Linked DNA regions of Sus scrofa: all the other regions are linked to region 3. A link is a contact called in public Hi-C data. All regions are on one chromosome and are shown on one strand. The core of a region is the stretch at or near the end of the contact, and the rest is flanking DNA. Distances in the headings are between cores, read along the strand shown. Region 1 overlaps LOC110261967 (a long non-coding RNA gene). Region 2 overlaps GLCE (D-glucuronyl C5-epimerase). Region 3 holds the start of GLCE (D-glucuronyl C5-epimerase).

What was found. Hi-C and Micro-C count contacts between places; a contact is called where the count stands out from the background.
Region 1: a Hi-C map of skeletal muscle shows a contact between it and region 3, with 4 times the contacts expected there. The contact joins the enhancer-like site here to the promoter of GLCE in region 3. A contact is called at or near these places in 6 of 47 Hi-C or Micro-C datasets (embryonic fibroblasts, fetal heart ventricle, heart right ventricle and 2 more).
Region 2: a Hi-C map of embryonic fibroblasts shows a contact between it and region 3, with 2.7 times the contacts expected there. The contact joins the enhancer-like site here to the promoter of GLCE in region 3. A contact is called at or near these places in 1 of 5 promoter capture datasets (liver), 2 of 47 Hi-C or Micro-C datasets (embryonic fibroblasts and skeletal muscle) and 2 of 2 datasets of contacts at active chromatin or transcription factors (alveolar macrophages and skeletal muscle).

Annotation. Positions count from the first base shown.
Region 1 is chr1:166,908,445-166,912,520 of Sscrofa11.1, reverse strand. LOC110261967 (a long non-coding RNA gene) reads left to right here. Exons shown (of 2, transcript XR_002346369.1): 2 at 2,528-2,932. Among named protein-coding and RNA genes, the nearest start is that of NOX5, 44 kb to the right of the region's middle. Within about 2 kb of position 1,305, at least 5 of the 83 cell types and tissues checked have an H3K27ac peak or open chromatin away from gene starts, as enhancers often do. A contact at or near this core is called in skeletal muscle, where this site is marked.
Region 2 is chr1:167,101,441-167,105,316 of Sscrofa11.1, reverse strand. All of the region lies in intron 1 of GLCE (D-glucuronyl C5-epimerase), which reads right to left. Among named protein-coding and RNA genes, the nearest start is that of PAQR5, 51 kb to the left of the region's middle. Within about 2 kb of position 1,501, at least 14 of the 83 cell types and tissues checked have an H3K27ac peak or open chromatin away from gene starts, as enhancers often do. A contact at or near this core is called in embryonic fibroblasts, where this site is marked.
Region 3 is chr1:167,005,949-167,010,007 of Sscrofa11.1, reverse strand. GLCE (D-glucuronyl C5-epimerase) reads right to left here and starts at 2,078. Exons shown (of 4, transcript XM_001927959.7): 1 at 1,855-2,078.

The sequences.
Region 1 (4,076 bases), core at 56-2,555, 97 kb after region 3:
CTGTACTGGCTTCTAGCTCCTGGTCATAGGATCACTCCAGATGTCCAGGAATCTCAGCCAAGACAGGAAGCAGAAGATAGAGGCACCAGCCTCTCCTGCTCCTTTTATCAGGAAAATGAAAACTTTTCCAGAACCCTGGGAGGGTCTCCAGAATCCCTGAGGACACTAGCCTACAACAGAACTTTCAGGACTAATTAATCTGGTCATTATTTATCACCTGGATTTACCCAGAACAAAGAGGCCAGTTTGCAAAAGAGAAGGAGAAAGGATGTTGGGGTCAGGTTGTCTTGTTGCTCACTGTTCATGGGGTGAAGTCCTGACAAAGGAGCACATACTCCATTGCAAATCTTAAGTAAACAGTAAAACAATTAAAAATGGCATTGGATACAACCCAAGGTGAGACCAAAGTCTATTTACTGCTGTCTACTAAGCTCTTTTCTGAATGCCCTGTAGGAAATGTGGAGGGGCAGGAAAGGATCCAGCTTCAGGGAGCTGTCAGACTAGCTGGAGGTGACACACACACAGATGAAGTAATCTGTGACCACGAGAGATTAAGAAGGCTTTGGTGGGATCTGAAAGCACAGAATCAAATAGATGCACGTGCAAAGGCAGTCACGATATGAGGTACCCTCACGCCTGCCCTGCCCACACCCCTTCTGGGAACATGTCAATATCCTCTCTGACCCGTCCTACCACACCCAGGTCCCTCCCACCCCAACTAAGGCTGATGGGACCAGACGTGGACCTCCAGTCAAAGGCAGCCAGTCCCCTCCCTGGCAGCAAGGATGTGAGCGGAGCCACCCAGATGTTCCCTCTTGGGAATCTGAAGTAAGAGATGCAGAGACCCCTGCCCAGGTCCTGATACCAGGCAGGGCATGTCAGGAGACCACACAGTCCTCAGCAAGGAAAGGGCAGCCTCACTCCTGACTTGGGTCCATCCTGAACTGGGGCTGGGGTTGCCCATTCCATCCTGACCATCGGCTTCCCTTTAGCTAGGTCTGGCTGCTTTGAACAGGCCTTGGTCTCAGCTTGAATAGTACTGGTTTCGTCCTCCTGCCTCACCCCTGCATCCTTCTCTTAGCAGTTCCCCTGTCCATCCCCTGCCTCTACCCTAGTCCAGGCCTTCTTCCACCAACTGCTTCCTGGCATTTACTCTCCCCTTCATTTCATTGTCCACACTGTGGCTGGTGGTCTTTCCAACAAGCCCCTGTCATGCCCTTGCTTTACCTCTTTAATTGGCTCCTCATAACTCAGCCTCCAGGCCTGTCTCCACTGCTGGACTCCCTCCCTGGCTAATCTCCTGACCTGCTTCCCCAGCCATGCCAAGATTAAATAGTCACACCTCTGTGCCTTTGCACATGCCTGGACTTGTGTGTACAAATACAGCCCCCATCCCTGCTTCCCATGCCTCCTCCAAGATCAAGGTCAGGGGACATTTCACCCCCACCTTGACCTTGATTCCCCCTTCTTTGGCTACTGCAGCATGAGGCCTTGTGCTGGCATCTACCTCATTGCATTGGCACCACATGTGCTGTCCTTGCCACCACATGTGCTGTCCTTGCCACCTGGCACTGTGTATATGGGGTGAGTGAAGGAGTGAGTGAGTGATTCTCAGCTGGCTTGATACGGTTTTGTTGGGAGAATGGGGCATGAGGAGGGGGGTTTTCTTCCTGGGAAATGAGCCTCAGTCCAGTCTGGGTGGGGAGACAGGTGGTTTTTGAGGCCCTCCTGCCCCTACTTCCCCCACCCCCATTTGCCTGCTCCCCTGGTGACGCAGAGACACCCTCTTTGAAACCGGCCTCCTTGTCCTCACCACTGAAAAGAAATCCCCCATGAGCATCTCTCTGTTTTGCTCTTCTGGAGAAGAGGAGCACAGGCAGAGCCAAAGAGCAGAGGGCGGCGAAGCACTCAGATTTGATAAACAGGCAGCAGATTTCAGAAGCAATCAGGGGAGAAAAGAACATACATTATCCCCGGAATTCACAATGCAGCACTAATGAGCTGGAGGAGCTGTGGCTTGATCTCCCAGTGCCTCCTGCAGCCCAGGATTAGCCACTTGGGGGAGGGATGCAGGGAGTAGTGGGGTCTGCTGCAGGGATGTCCACACAGCCGGCCAGGGCTTTCCCAGGGGGACATGTGAGGGGGTGGTCCTGAGGACCCTGGGAGCCTGGTGGTTTACTGAGCCCGCAAATGCAGCTGGTCATAAAGGACCTGGAGACAAGAGGTTGCAGACACCTCAGTGGCAAATGGGCAACTCAGAAGAGGGTCCTCCGCAGAATCCGACCACACTGGCACCCTGATTCCAGCCTCTCGAACTGTGAGAAAGAAATTCTATTGTTTAGAAGCATCCCCGCCCCAGACTATAGTATTGTGCTATAGCAGTGGGACTAAGAAATAAGCAGCCTTTATTAAAACTTACTATCCACCAAGCACTCTTTTAAGTATCCCATGCACATTAATTTATTTAATCATGTTATCATTGCTCTGTCTAATAGGTACCATTATTATTGCTGTCCTCATTTTACAGATGACAAAGCTGAGAGCAGGGACTTTGACTCTTTGGTCCACTGTTCAACTCCAGCACCCAGAACGGCAGGAATTCAAACAAATTCAACTAAACAGCACCAAAATGTGCTCTGATGGAGAGCATGGGGGCCAACAATCTTCCAGATGATGGCACAGTGGGACCTTGGAGATGCGTGGAGGCTTTGAGGCCATTCAGGAGAATCTGCCCCTCCCACCTGCACTCTCTCCTTTCATACTTATTTTTCAAGGGCTCCCTATGGGTAGGACTTGTGTACCAAGAGGAATCAGATTTCCCCCATCTGCCCCCAAGTAGGTTATAATTACAATGTAATAGGTTTTCTGCAAGGAAAAACTTATGCAGAAAAAATATGGTAAAGTTATAAAAGCACAAAGAGAAGCAAACTAAGTGCTGCAATAATTTTGTCATCCATCCTTCCATGCACTCACTCATCCAGGGGGCCTGAAGCCATGAGATGCAGGGATGCGTGTGACACAGGCCCCTCTTCTGGTGGGGTGAGGCTGTGGCCTCCTCTGTCGGGGTAGCAAAGGCTTGGGGACAGCAGGTCCCAGCCTGAGGCCTCCCCCACCCCCCTGCTCTGCTCTGAGGAGCACTTTCCCCAGAGCTGGTCCAGCCCAGCCTGCAGCCTAGAGGGCTCTGGCTTGTCAAGAAAAGCAGGTCAATAAGCCTTGTCCCAGGCCTTTGGGCTGACTGCCCCCTTTCAGCCTCCCTCTAGCCTGCCTCTAGCCTCTCTCCCTCCCTCCATGGTGCCTGGCAGAGGGCCCCAGGCTCCCAGCCTGGCCTCTCGCTCACGCTCACGCACAGAGCCATCCACAGACAGCGTGGCCGCCTCCCCCACTGGCCCCCAGAGCTCTGCGGGGTGATTGATGGGGCTGCTCTGCTCCCGGTCCCAGAGAGCTCCTTTGAATAATAACTTGGCAAAATTACTCTCTTTTTTTTTTCCGCTTTCCCTATTTTTGATTCATTGGCTCTTTCTAAGTCATTCATCTCTTTTGAGTTAGAGGAAGAAAGAAGAAGAAGGAAGAAGAGGAGGAGGACGTGTCCAGGAGGTACAAGGGACCCAGCCCCAACTCCTCATGCCACAGCCTCTGCCATTAGGATTTCTGTATTAACCCTGACCTCCGCTGGGAGAAGAAAAGCACATATGGGAGGAATGGGGGGCAGGGGCGGGGAGGGCAGGGATATTTCCCTGAAGTCGCCCCTTAAAGCCAGCCACCTACTCTGTTCACATGTAAAGCTGGTCCCATCTGCCTGCAAGGATGTTAAGAGTTTGTTTCATCCTTGAAGGGGCACAGCAGAGCAAGAGAGATGGGGTTCAAGTGAGTTATGTTAGTTCATCAACACCAACACTTGATCACCTACCACGTGCAAGGGACAGGGGAGACAAAGCCTCAAAGACACTCTTCCTGCCCTCGAGGAGTTCACAGACAAGCATAGGGAAATCCAATACCTGTGACAGAGGCTGTCGTGGAAGTAGGTCCCATGCAGTCACACGGAGGAGCCTGGCCCAGAGATGGACCAGCAAGGAAGT
Region 2 (3,876 bases), core at 252-2,751, 96 kb before region 3:
AATGTAGGTAGTCCTGGACTGTCTGCTTCTGGGGTTACTGGGAAATACAGAAAATTATGAGTTAGTTATATGTGCAACATATGGAATATTTCAGTCTGCTGAGAGTAAAGAGAGCAGTCTGACTGCTGTTTGCTACAGTAGTTCTGTAAATTATATTATTGTGTAAATCCACAGCTACTTATTTCATTGTTCTAATCCTTCTTCCCTCTTTTCCTCACCATAAACTCTTCTGGCAGCAATAAGGTTAAAAACAACCATACCCTTGAATGAAAATGATTAATGAAAAATTACAAAAATGGGAGTTCCCGTCGTGGCGCAGTGGTTAACGAATCCGACTAGGAACCATGAGGTTGCGGGTTCGGTCCCTGCCCTTGCTCAGTGGGTTAACGATCCGGCCTTGCCGTGAGCTGTGGTGTAGGTTGCAGACGCGGCTCGGATCTCGCGTTGCTGTGGCTCTGGCGTAGGCCGGTGGCTACAGCTCCGATTCAACCCCTAGCCTGGGAATCTCCATATGCCGTGGGAGCAGCCCAAGAAATAGCAACAACAACAACAACAACAACAACAGACAAAAGACAAAAGACAAAAAAAAAAATTACAAAAATGATTTTCTGCCTTTCAAGAAAGTGGATGGTAAATGTGTAATTCATTCATTTCTTTTAATTCTAAGAGGAGGTAAACTTTGAGTCCTTGCACGTCTGAAAGCAACTTTATTCCACTCTCACCTCTGATTTAGTTTGGTGGGATACAGAATCCTTGGGCTGCATGTTATTTTCTTTCTAATACTGTAGGCAGTATCTTACTTTTTTTTTTTTTTTTTTGTCTTTTTGTCTTTTGTTGTTGTTATTGTTGCTATTTCTTGGGCCGCTCCCGCGGCATATGGAGGTTCCCAGGCTAGGGGTTGAATCGGAGCTGTAGCCACCGGCCTACACCAGAGCCACAGCAACGCGAGATCCGAGCCGCGTCTGCAACCTACACCACAGCTCACGGCAACGCTGGATCGTTAACCCACTGAGCAAGGGCAGGGACCGAACCCTCAACCTCATGGTTCCTAATCGGATTCGTTAACCACTGCGCCACTACGGGAACTCCCTGTATCTTACTTTCTTAGAGCATTAAGGAATCCTGATGAGAGGCTTGATTTCAGCCTACTACTTGTCACTTTGTACATGACTTCCTTCTGGAGCATTTGTTTACTCTAGGAATTCTGTGGTTTTGTGAGAATGTTACACTATATTGGATTCACTATTTCAGCACTTGGTGTGCCCTTTAAACCTGAAAACTTGTATTCTTTTCCCCTTGTTTAATTGTGTAGTATCTTCTGGAAGCTCTCAGTATATTAGAGTTGTTTTTTGGTAATATTCTGATTATCTCTATTTTCTTTAGTGGTGATTTTTCTGGTTATTTTAGTCTCATAGTGTTAGCTTTCCTCACACGCCTGGTGATCTTTGGTTACTCATTCAGGCTTTCGTGAGTGAATGACTCATTAGCCAACACAGATTTCCTCTGTTATTGTGAAGACAGTCTAATTTTTGACTAGACTGTTCTCCTGAGAGGGGCTCTGTGTGGGCTGGGTACAGGCTGAGTGGCAGTGTTCCTTTAGGGTGTGGGTGGAGAGCAGCAGGCCCTCTAAATGCCAGAATGAAGATGACTTTTTCTTTTGTCCTGGAAACATAACTTGTATTCTAGAAGGCTTAGCTTTCCCCAGTTTCTTTGAAGACTATCTGGCTGGCATATTGCCTGGGTTCATACCAGCTATCTGCAGTCCAAGTGCAGGGGTGTGAGAGATATGGGGAAGGAAGGGGTACAGCTGCGCCTTCTAGTACTCAAGAGATCCCAAAAGCTGTTCAATTACTTCTCTATGGTAATCTTCCCATCTTTATTGCTATCAGCTTCTTCATTTCTTATTTCTATATATTTTATCTGAGTTGGGCATCAGGAGGGAAGAGAGGCAAAGGTATGGGTCTCGTTCAACTTGGAAATCATACACAGATTATAAGAGCTGGAATCCAAATTTAGGATCTGCATTATTACCAATAAGATAAATGTTTGAATGCTAAAAAACAAAGTGTGGTACAAGCAAACCTTCAGAAATCATACTGAGGTAGGAGGTAGATGGGCCCCTGGGCAGAGAACAGAAAGGAGGTAGAAAGGCCCCTGGGACTTTTTGGCCGAGTAAATTGGGCCTTGTTTCTCTTTGATACATCAAGGAAAAAGTTAATGGCAGGTGCTGAGCTCTGCTGGAGTAGAAAGATGACCACTTCAATCACTCCTGGGGTCAAGGAGAGCTCCCCAAATACATATGTGCTATAAGACTTTTAGGGATCAGAAAGGGAGGGGGTGCCAGGCCCTAGTAATTCTTGATACCATCCCATCATCCTTTGCCAAAAGATGGGCATGCATACTGGGGAGGGTCCTGTGTCCAGTCAGGTGTGAGAAATAAAATATGGTAATTGGCCAAAGGAAAACAAAGACCCAGAAGAACTGTGCTAAATAAGTGATTTAAATCATCTCCCTGGTTGCTCCTCACTGAGGAGGATGCCTGCAGCTGCACTCCTCTTTTGGGTGTGTACTACCTACTGCCTTGCTTCTGTCTTATATAAACTACTTCTCTCTGTGCTCTCCCACATGTTGCCATGTTGTACTGTGACTCTAACAATAAACTATACACCTGTTTTCAGTCTTTGCCTCCTTGCAACATTCTTGCTTTCAACAGGAGGCAAGATTCAGGGCAATTCTGCTTTTAGATTCAAGTCAATCTAGTGGCTAGGATTCCTGGTTTTCAACCAGGCTGCCCAGGTTCAATTCCTGAGCAGAAAATTAAGATCTCACTTCAAGCTATCACTCACTGCTGTCTCTCCGAGATCAATATATTTATAAATTGAGGGCTTCCTTATATAGTAATGCAGGCAAACAACACTAAATGATGTTTAATTTTAAAAAGCCCTTCATTAAAAATATTTATGTGCTAATGTTTAAATCACCTATCACTGTATCTAACATTTAGACCAGTAAAAACAGACATATAATTTTTGTTCCATCTTTGAGACATGCCCTTCCTCCATGACTCAAATGAGAGTAGACGCTGCTTATGGAATTAGTAGGCTACCATTATGATGAGACACATGAAAGTAAAGAAAAATCAAAATTAAAAATTTTCAAAATCCTTTATGGTATCAGATTTTGTTACCTGATACCATTTTTTACAAAAAGCAATCAGGGCTTAGAGAAATGGATGACTCTAGTCTGGGGGCTTGCTATGTCAGGAAACAAAGAGAACTTTCAAGTATCAATGGGATCATAATCCAAGGGATCAAAATAGCAATAGGGAATAGATAAAACAAGACCGAAACATTGATAACTGTTGAAGCTGAAAGATATGAGGGTGGCTCACTGTATTACTCCATAGTTTTGTTTCTGTTTCAACATTTCTATAATTTCTATTACAGCAAAAAGACACAAGACAGAAATGAATCTGAAAGGCCCCTTCCCCATTAAATCAAAGCTATGAGAGGTATGACTGACACTGACTGAAACACAATGAATAATAAAAAAAAAATCCATGAGTATATAATGATATTTAAACAGGAGAACACTGGGAGTTCCCACTGTGGTACAGCGGAAACGAATCCAACTAGTTTTCATGAGGATGTGGATCTGATCCCTGGCCTGGCTCAGTGGGTCAGGGATCCGGCGTTGCCATGAGCTGTGGTGTAGGTTGCAGACAAGGCTTGGATCCAGCATTGCTGTGGCTATGGCCAGTGGCTGTAGCTCTGATTTGACCCTTAGCCTGGGAACTTCCATATGCTGCAGGTGTGGCCCTAAAAAAAAGCAAAATAAAAAAATTAAAAAAATTAAAAATTAAAAAGGAGAATGCCA
Region 3 (4,059 bases), core at 829-3,328:
AGGTATGACTATGTAAAATTTCTTGTATTTTTTTAATGATTACAAGAGTCAAGGTTTAGGTATAATATCACTAATGTTTCTGGTCCTAAAATCAAAAGAAATGTTATTAAAAAAAACAAACTGTCACTAAGAAAAAGACTAAGGCAGGCAAAATTCTTTGCTTTGACATACTCAAATGTGTTTATCCCAAATTACAGAATTACTATGCGTACAGGTTCCAATGCCTGCCACATGAGACTTCATTTACAGGCCCCTATGATAAAGCAACTATCTAACCAGAAGAATTGTCAAGCAAAAAAGCACACAGACTTTCTAATTTATACATTAAAAAGAAGAAGAAGAAGAACACATATGCACAGGTCATTTTATTTGAATTCCACTGAAGCCTGGGGTAGTTACCAAGGATTCTGCAAAGAAATCAAGACTAACTGTACCTCTACAATACAACGGTTAAACGGGATTTTCTCTAAAAGAGCTCTGTGAGCAATCCTTCCAGGTTTCAAATGACGCTTCTGCAGAGCTCTAGCTTTGGAACTTCAAATTCCAATGCGTTATTTGGAGGCTGAAATTATCCCTCTCCACAAGCTTTCCAAAGGACAGAGCGAAGCCAGAACACACTTCCAGCACTACTTGACTGCCTAATACTCCGGCAAGACCTCAGGACAGATCTAATAATGCAGGATCAGCAAAGCAGACCACCTAGAAAAGGAAGCCAAAACCACACAGCCTTCCCTGTCCTCAGCAGCTTCCACGCTCACCCGGAAGACACCCGTCTCCTAAAGAACCTACAGTCCACAAGCCCACTTAAGCTGCTGCCTGCCACTCTCTCGCTCCCAGAGCAGCGAGACCAGCACGCGCCCACAGGGATTCCGAAGCAGAGACAAGAAAATTGCAGAACAAATCCACTATTTCTCTAACTAGCCAACAACATGGATAAATCCTTCAACTAAGCATTGAGTAAATCTCATCTGAGAGAAAGATCTGTTCCAGGATGCTGACCAGCCACTGAGCTGGCTCGGGATGCCACCGGAGCCCACTTGCCGCCCTGAGCCGACCCAGCGCCTGCAGAGCTTCGTCCTTCCTTCGAGATCACCCGGGGACCCGCTAACTCGCCCTGTCGCCCCACAAAAGACTGAAGACCATGCCAAGTTACCGCCCCCCTCTGGGCAAAACAGAAACCCTAATAAAAACGCTGGTCTCCGCGATAAACCCTTTCGCCCCTAGCAGCCCACCAAGGCGACCCTGGACCCTGCAGAACGCATATACAACGCCCTCCAGCCTGGAGACCTCGATAAATAGATCAATCCTCCCGGGACCCCAATACACCGCTTCTTCTTCCCAGGATGCGAAACAAGACGCCCACTCCCGCTCAAAAGACCCTAAAGACCCCACGGATCTGCCCCTTCAGAGACCTAGGACCTTGCTAAACTGAATCCTCTGCCCTCAAAGAGCATGGGACCGCGAGAAAGGACCCTTCGTCCCGAAACCTCGCCATACCACCTCACGGAACTGAAGGACCCTGATAAATCTCCCTCGACATCGAAGAACCGGGACCTTCTACGCCTCCACCCACCCCCTACCCCAAAGCCGGAAGAGCCCCAGGACCCTCAATAAAACGCCTCCTCACCCCAGGAGCCCTGGCACGCGCTACACCGCCCTTGCGCGCCCGCACCCAGATCCCACCCCACCGCCTCCTCGCCCCCAGCACTCCTGAACCCCGACAAGCCTCACGCCCACCAAGCAGCGCCGCGCTGCCCAAGGAGCCGCCCCCGTCGGGAGCCCGCCTGCCCCGGCTGCTCCGTGTCCCCGCTCCCCGACCACTCCTCAGCGCAGACGCGCTCTGGGCTTCCTCACCTGGGCAGCGTCGGAGGGCGAGCGGGCCAGGAAGCCCTGAGGAAGAGAAGGAGGCGGCGAAGAAGGGACGGCTCAGGCCTGCGTCTGCGGTAGCTCCAACCCCTCCGCGAGGAACCGCTTGTGTGGGGAGAACCCTCCCGCTCCGCGCGCAACCGGGAGACCGAGCCACAGCCGTGCCCACAGCTCTTCCCGCGAGATCCCAGCCACAGCGAGAGGCGGGGCCAGGGAGAGGGGCGGCCACGGTGGCTGAGTGACAACTCCGAGAGCCTGGCGGCGGCGGCGCGGGAGGCGGAACCTGGATCCTAATACGACCAATCGTAAAACAAGAAAGGTGATTCGCCCACAGCTTCTCCACTCCCCCGCCCCTCATCAATAAACGAGGGCTAAAGTAGCAGTGACCTTAAGCAGTCTGGGGCAGTAGAAGTTTGTGGGAAGCAGTTCTGGATGCCGTCTTATCTTGTGTGTGGTCCTACCCAGCCTCCGTACTTATACCTGGTTAGAGAAGAAGGCGGTTCTCACACCGCGGTGGGCTGAGACGGTATTTCCCTTGGCTACAGCGTGGCCTGAAGTACTCAAGAGGTTCACCTGTTTGAACGCCCACACTTCTCAGGTTACCCTGTCTAAACCTCTTTCCCCCATCCGGGCCTCTCCTCCCTCCCCACCTCACACAGGGAGCCATTGTTGAGATGCATGTGTTTTCCAAACCCCTACTCGGGACGTCTGTCTGACAAATGACTCTTTTGATTGATGTTTACTTCTACTGAAAGCCTTCTAGAGCAGTAAAAAGTAATCCTCACTGAGTCACCAATATAACAAATTCCAAAATTACATGAAGAGTTGTATCTCTGTGGACCTCAGTGTCTGGCACATACAGGGCTCTGAATAAATGTAAAAGGAATGGCTGAAGAATATGATACTTAAATACAGCTCTCTCTCAGTATCTTGGGAATTGTTTCTAAGTGCCCTGAAGATACCAAAATAATGGATGCTCGAGTGCCCTATGTAAAATATCTGTAGTATTTGCATATAACCTACCTCCTGTAGACATTAAATCTTCTCTTGATCACTTATAATACCTAATAGAGTGTAAATACTACATAAATAGTTGCCAGCGCAACTTCTTAAACTTTGGGGGAATTTTTTCCTGAATACCATGGTTGGTTGAATCCACACATACAGTCAGTGGCTGACTATATATGAAATCTGGACTCGGTCCAGAAAATTCAGGCTTTCCTAGCCTTCCTCTACAATGACAGCCAGTTTCTCCACCCTGAAGTCCAGTCACTTTATTATTATGCCTGTCCTATAGCCTTCATTCATTCCACCTTTCCACCGCAAGAAGTGTTCTTTCTCCTCATCAAGGTTAATCTCTGCACCTGTGCACTGGATCCCAGCCATTCCCAGATTTTGATTAATCAACTATCCTCTCCCCATTATCAGTTTTCCCCTTTAAGCTAGCTTTTCTCTCCCACAGACACATTCAGTCTCCTCCATCCTTTGAACAGAACAAAAACCACCCAACCTGGTCAAGCCTTTCAAACTACTCTATCTCCTTTCTTCTCAGAATCACCGTGCTTGAGAAACTTAAACTATCTTTGCTGTCTTTACCTTCTCATCTCTTATTTACCCCACTACACTGTTGCTTATACCCACACAATCGGCTTTTCTTTCAATGGTCACAAAAGACTTCTTTCTTCTTTCTATTTTGGGGCATCTTTCCCAGTGACCACTCTGCAGCCTTTTGAAAATGCCAGCCATCTACTTCTACCTGCCTAACTACATTCTCCTGATTCTCTAGCTACTCTTCTGACTCTTTTTTTTTTTTTTTTTTTGGATGTAGGGTGGAAAACTCTTTATTCATTTATTTGAAAACTGTTGCATATTGGTGTCTCCTTATCTTATAGCCATACCTGTAAGATTTTAATAAGATTTTTCTTACTCCACACATGGTTCCACACTTTTGAATGCCAATTAGTGGCTCAGACACTGGAAAGAAAACTCTATTCTTGACTCTATCCTCTCCATACATGACATCTCTCCAATGCCCAGTTTCACAAATTATACCATTCTGTGATTCCTTTATTAATCAGTGTAGCAGAATCTGGCTGTGTCTAAATGTGAGAAAAGAGAAAAGCTATGAAGCATACTTAGCCTGGACTGGAGCTTGAAACATTTACATTTGACTTCTAAATTCAGATGCTTTGG